Regions from separate parts of the Pan troglodytes genome. Here region 2 is linked to region 1. A link is a contact called in public HiChIP or PLAC-seq data. All regions are on one chromosome and are shown on one strand. Each heading gives the region's core, a stretch centred on a gene start, on an enhancer-like site or on the middle of the called end of the contact. The rest is flanking DNA. Distances are from core to core; before and after follow the strand shown. Region 1 holds the start of ZNF197 (zinc finger protein 197). Region 2 holds the start of KIF15 (kinesin family member 15).

Region 1 (2,617 bases), core at 85-2,584:
CATGAAGAGAGTCTTAAGTGGTGTCAGGACTCTATTAGTGAGAAATGGTGGGGGTGGGAGGGCTGGATATCAAGAAAGGTCAGTTAGGTTTTTCTAATAGTCTAAACACATGACTTAAGTTCTAAACGAAGTAGGGATAAGGCAATTGAGAAAAACTTGGCAGTCCTTGGTAACTGATCTGGGGGTGATGGAAAGGAATTTTTAAAAAGAATTTTGAATAATTTTCAAATAACATAAAAATAACAAATTCTTAAACATACATTTTATTAGCTTCTCACAAAAGGTTTTCAAAGCAGAAGTTAAAAAGAACAAAAGGATCAGAGGAGCGAATCCACTCAAGGCCACTTAGCTAACTGAGACATGGGAGCAAATTCTGAATTCAGGGATTCTAATTCCAGAAGTCCAAAACAATTCCATCTACGAAGAAACTTATGAAACCCAAACAACCCAAACTGTTCTAAAACAACAGTTTCCAAACACCAGTCCACGACAAAGCTTTAATCTGGTAAGCTGCAAAAAGAGAAAACCAGTAACAATCGTCGCTGACAGGTTGGCAATGAGTGTGTGTGTGTGTGTGTGTGTGTGTGTGTACGCGCGCGCGCGCACAAAGGCCAGCATTTATTCTGAGTTTACGGTCTTAGTACTTTGTGTTAAAATGTATTGCCTGAAGTAATGTTGGTATGGGTGGTTTCAAGTTTGAGTTTTTCAAGTTTGATTTTTAAATACCATTATATTACAAAACTAAAAGACTAAAAAAGCTAAAATCGTTCCACCCCTTAAAACAAACAAACAAAAAAATCCGTCCTCAAGAGTCTGGGCGCCACCGGTAATAGGGAAACCTCAGAATGTTTCTGTGGATTAGCCTCAGACAAGACTGAGGAAGAGCAGAAAGGCCTGAGCTGGGGGAGCAGGCTACTGAGGCAGCTCTTCTCAAAGCGCCAGCGGAGTCCGTTAGACGGGAGCACCGGTCCACAAACACACACAGACTCGGAGCTGCCTCAGTACCTCCCCCGGGCCGGCTGCCTGCCCAGCCGAGGCCACGACGTCGAACCCCAACACGAAGCTGGCGACGGACCATGCCGGGGGTCAGGGCCCGGGAGAGGCTACCGAGGGCTGTGCAGTCCCAGCAAGCTCAGGCCCGCGTCCCGGGCCGCCTTCCCTGCACGCCCACCCGCCCCCGAGCCCACCCCGCTCACCGGGGGCTCCCGCTGCGGCTCCAGCCTTGGGTACCGCCGCCTCGGCGCCAGGCCGCTAGGAGATGACACAGGAACGAGCCCTTGCGGCAGCCGAGGCACAGAATAATGGCCGAGCCGAGAATACTTCGACTTCCGGTTGCACCCCGCCCCTCATCCCGGATCTCTAGGAAGCCACATCTCTATGGTTCGTTTCTTTTCCCAGAACTGGGGAAGAGAGGCGGAACTCCTGAGCCCTTGGGTACTAGTGTTCCTTACATCGAACACGAACTGGCCGCTGTTTCAGACCGGAAGGGTGCGGAGATGAAAGACAGGACCCAGGGTCTCAGGATGCCTGTTGCCTCCTAAGAGAGTTGGACATTTCTGTTTTGATATGCATTTCAATTGAGGTTGATAGGGAGTAACCTTCACGTCTGAATGACCTGGTAGGTGACTTTTCTGGTCTCTTCTTGAACTTATGCAATTCTCACTATAAATAATAACATGACTTATAAATCACCCTCTTGTGAATTCGCTTACTGTGGTGTATCTCTTGCCCACATGATGACATATTGGAGCTATGATATTAAATAATAATCAAGTTGAAGGTGCAAGGTAATGTGCAAATGGTAGGGACATCTCTCCCCTGAAAGAAGAGGTTATTCTAGCTGTCCATCGCCCTGGGTAAAGTCAGGTGTATATAAAGGAAACTGGAACTCTGATCCTCTCTTTGGTCTTCAGTCTCTTAAGTTTGGACTTCTGGAATTGACACCCCTATATGGGACTATGGCTGAAACAAGTCTCCAAAAGGGTAAAGGCCATGTCTGCATGGATCCCATGTATTTAGCACCTAGTACAAAGCTGAAGCCATATAGGTTGTAGATGAATGTTTATTCAATGAGCAAGGTTCATGTTATTCTGTTTATGTCTTTTTTTTTTTTTTTGAGATGGAGTTTTGCTCTTGTTGCCCAGGCTGGAGTGCAGTGGCGCAATCTTGGCTCACTGCAATCTCCACCTCCCGGGTTCAAGCGATTCTTCTGCCTCAGCCTCCTGAGCAGCTGGGATTACAGGCACGTGCCACCATGCCTGGCTATTTTTTTTTTTTTTTTTTTTTTTTTTTATTTTTAGTAGAGACGGGGTTTCACAATGTTGGCCGGGCTGGTCTTGAACTCCTGACCTCAGGTGATCCACCCCCACCTTGGCCTTCTAAAGTGTTGGAATCACAGGCGTGAGCCACCGTGCCAGGCTTATTCTGTTTATTTCTTTATGTTCTCTCCTGGCATTCATTAAACAACATACTTAAACTTCAGCCTTGATTCATTCATTTATTCAACTACTGAGTACTTGTCATATGCCAAATACTGTTCTGGGCACTAGGGACATAAATAAAGAGGTAAAGTCTCTGTTCTCATGGAGCTTACATTTCTAGTGGGATAAACAGAAAA
Region 2 (2,617 bases), core at 36-2,535, 140 kb before region 1:
TTTAGTGACTGATCCATAAAGTGGAAACAAAGAACAAACAGTATGATTGTTTAGAAAGCAGGATGAACATTTCTCTCCAATAAGGTACCATTTTGTGAGCTCATAGTCCTTGAATACTGAAAATGATGAAAGGAAAAGGAATATTTTATATGCAAAAAGGTAGCATAAGGAGGTGTTCCGATAAAGGTGTGATCGACCTAAAAGATTAATGAAACAACAAACCCATCAAAAACAACTACAATTCACAGAAAGCTATAAACATTAACGGCGTTGGAAAGCTCAAATGACAGAAGTTCACAAATTCTTAATCATCTAATCCAGGCCTCTCCTCATTACCATTCAGACCACTCACAAAGATCCCATTAAATCAGCTCATAATCAGGTTTACAAAAATAAGACTCCTTAAGAGATGTGGCAATGTGAGAAGTGGAGCACGTACACATGCACAGCAAATGACTACGTTAGTGAAAACTGTAGGGTTTATCATAAGCAAAATGACAGTGCTCTCCTCCGTGAAAAAGAGAAAGAAATCGGACGGGTCTCCTTTAAGTGAAAATAGAGACTGTGAGAACATAAAGACATTGCTGACATCTGTGTTTTAACATTCCATTTATTTAAGGAAAGAGGAGAAAGAAATTTTTGGAATATAAATAAACCCTTCCCTATAGGAAGGTCAGAAATGTAGAAATACGCAGAAGCTGGTGGGAGCAAAAGCCGATCCTGAGACAAGGATACCTAGAGAGGTAGCCCTGGTCGGGATGTGGGAAGAGGCCTGCGAAAAAACAGCAGAACCAAGGGAAAGAAAGGGAAGAACGTCAGGTCCACTGCTCATCCCGAGCGCCTAGAACTGCGCCAGACTCCTGGCATGCGCACAGGACACGGAAGGAAGGGATGAGCTTTTCGGCTAGCGTATTGTCTTTGAGCGACAGAGCGGGATTCCCAAACGTCCCCGCCGGTCACTCAGCTCCTGCAGTTCATGCCTAGCAAGAACCTTGCGGGCGGTCCGAGGCTGCCATCCTTTCACAGCTGTATTTGGGGGCAAAAATAGGGTAACGAAGCCGGGGGCCCAGACTTACTTTTGCAGCCGGGTGCCATAGCGCCCTCACCCCTCGATCCCGAAAACAATGCAGCCGGTGCCTCCACCTCCCGACTGCACCGCGCGCGACTGAATTCCGCCCGCTCAAGATGGCCGCGAATTTGAATTTGGCGCTTGGATCGGACGTTGACGCCCGCATGGAGGCCGCCATGTTGCCCGGCCTACGCATCGGGGGCGTGGCCCAGTGACGTCACAGCTAAGCGCCTCTGTATCGTCGCGAATCCGTCGCGGAACCTGTCTTTACCCAGAGCTACCATGAGCAAGCGGAACCAGGTATCGTACGTGCGGCCAGCCGAGCCGGCGTTTCTGGCCCGCTTCAAGGAACGGGTCGGCTACAGGGAGGGACCCACCGTAGAGACTAAGGTGAGCCTTCGCCAGTCGTGTTTCTTCGGAAGTGCAGCCAGCCCGCCGCTTTCAACTTTTGCCTCTACTTGGAGGGTGGGTGCTGTCGGGTCCCTCTTTTCACCCGCGCTCGAACCCAATTCCGGTGGAACTCGGACCCCCAGGCTGGTTCTTTTCAAGCGACTACAGCCCCCTACGCCCAGGAAGCTCTGTAGTTTTCAGAGCGCTGCTGTGTTCCTGAAAATGACCTGACGTGTAAACCGCCTGGTCCTTGGTAGATGGTAAAGAAAGATCACTTTATTGTCTCTTCTTTCTCACTTGTTTACCTCAAAAGCTGTGAGTTCGCAGGGTGAGTTAGAGTTACAGCGTCGTCCCGTATTCCAGATAAGGACAAAGGCCACTCGATCAAATGACCCCCGCCCCAACCATGTCCTAGGACTCGAGTCTGGAACGTCTTCGGAGGAATGTCCTGAATCTGTTTCTATGCTTTGTTAATTAAAAATAAATAAAAATAATATAGAGAAGGTCGGGCACAGTGGCTCACGCCTGTAATCCCAGCACTTTGGGAGGCCTAGGTGGGCGGATCACCTGAGGTCAGGAGTTCGAGACCAGCAGAGCCAATAGCCAATATGGTGAAACCCCCCGTCTCTGCTAAAAATACAAAAATTAGCCGGGCATGGTGGCACATGCCTGTAGTCCCAGCTACTCCGGAGGCTGAGACAGAATCGCTCGAACCCGGGAGGTGGACGTTGCAGTGAGCTGAGATGGCGCAGCTGCACTCCACCCTGGGCAACAGAGCGAGACTCCGTCTCAAAAAAAAAAAAAAAAAGCCGGGCCTGGTGGCTCACGCCTGTAATCCCAGCGCTCTGGGAGGCTGAGGCGGCAGATCACGAGGTCAGGAGATCGAGACCATCCTGGCTAAAACGGTGAAACCGCGTCTCTACTAAAAATACAAAAAATTAGCCGGGCGTGGTGGCGGGCGCCTGTAGTCCCAACTACTCGGGAGGCTGAGGCAGGAGAATGGCGTGAACCCAGGAGGAGGAGCTTGCAGTGAGCCGAGATCGCGCCGCTGCACTCCAGACTGGGTGACAGAGCGAGACTCCGTCTCAAAAAAAAAAAAAAAAAAATAAGAGTAGGCAGAAGCCGTAAATATCCTGGGTCTAAATAGAAGAAGAGGAG

What was found. HiChIP or PLAC-seq counts read pairs in DNA pulled down with a chosen protein or histone mark.
Region 2: a contact with region 1 is called in an H3K4me3 HiChIP or PLAC-seq map of stem cell-derived excitatory neurons, with 2.1 times the contacts expected there. The contact joins the promoter of KIF15 here to the promoter of ZNF197 in region 1. A contact is called at or near these places in 1 of 7 Hi-C or Micro-C datasets (stem cell-derived neural progenitor cells) and 1 of 1 datasets of contacts at active chromatin or transcription factors (stem cell-derived excitatory neurons).

What each region holds. Positions count from the first base shown.
Region 1 is chr2:48,621,956-48,624,572 of NHGRI_mPanTro3-v2.0_pri, reverse strand. It overlaps ZNF197 (zinc finger protein 197), which reads right to left and starts at 1,334. Exons shown (of 6, transcript XM_016940868.4): 1 at 1,197-1,334.
Region 2 is chr2:48,763,615-48,766,231 of NHGRI_mPanTro3-v2.0_pri, reverse strand. It overlaps KIF15 (kinesin family member 15), which reads right to left and starts at 1,285. Exons shown (of 36, transcript XR_678921.5): 1 at 1,077-1,285. It overlaps KIAA1143, which reads left to right and starts at 1,286. Exons shown (of 3, transcript NM_001242591.4): 1 at 1,286-1,459. The coding sequence starts at 1,352.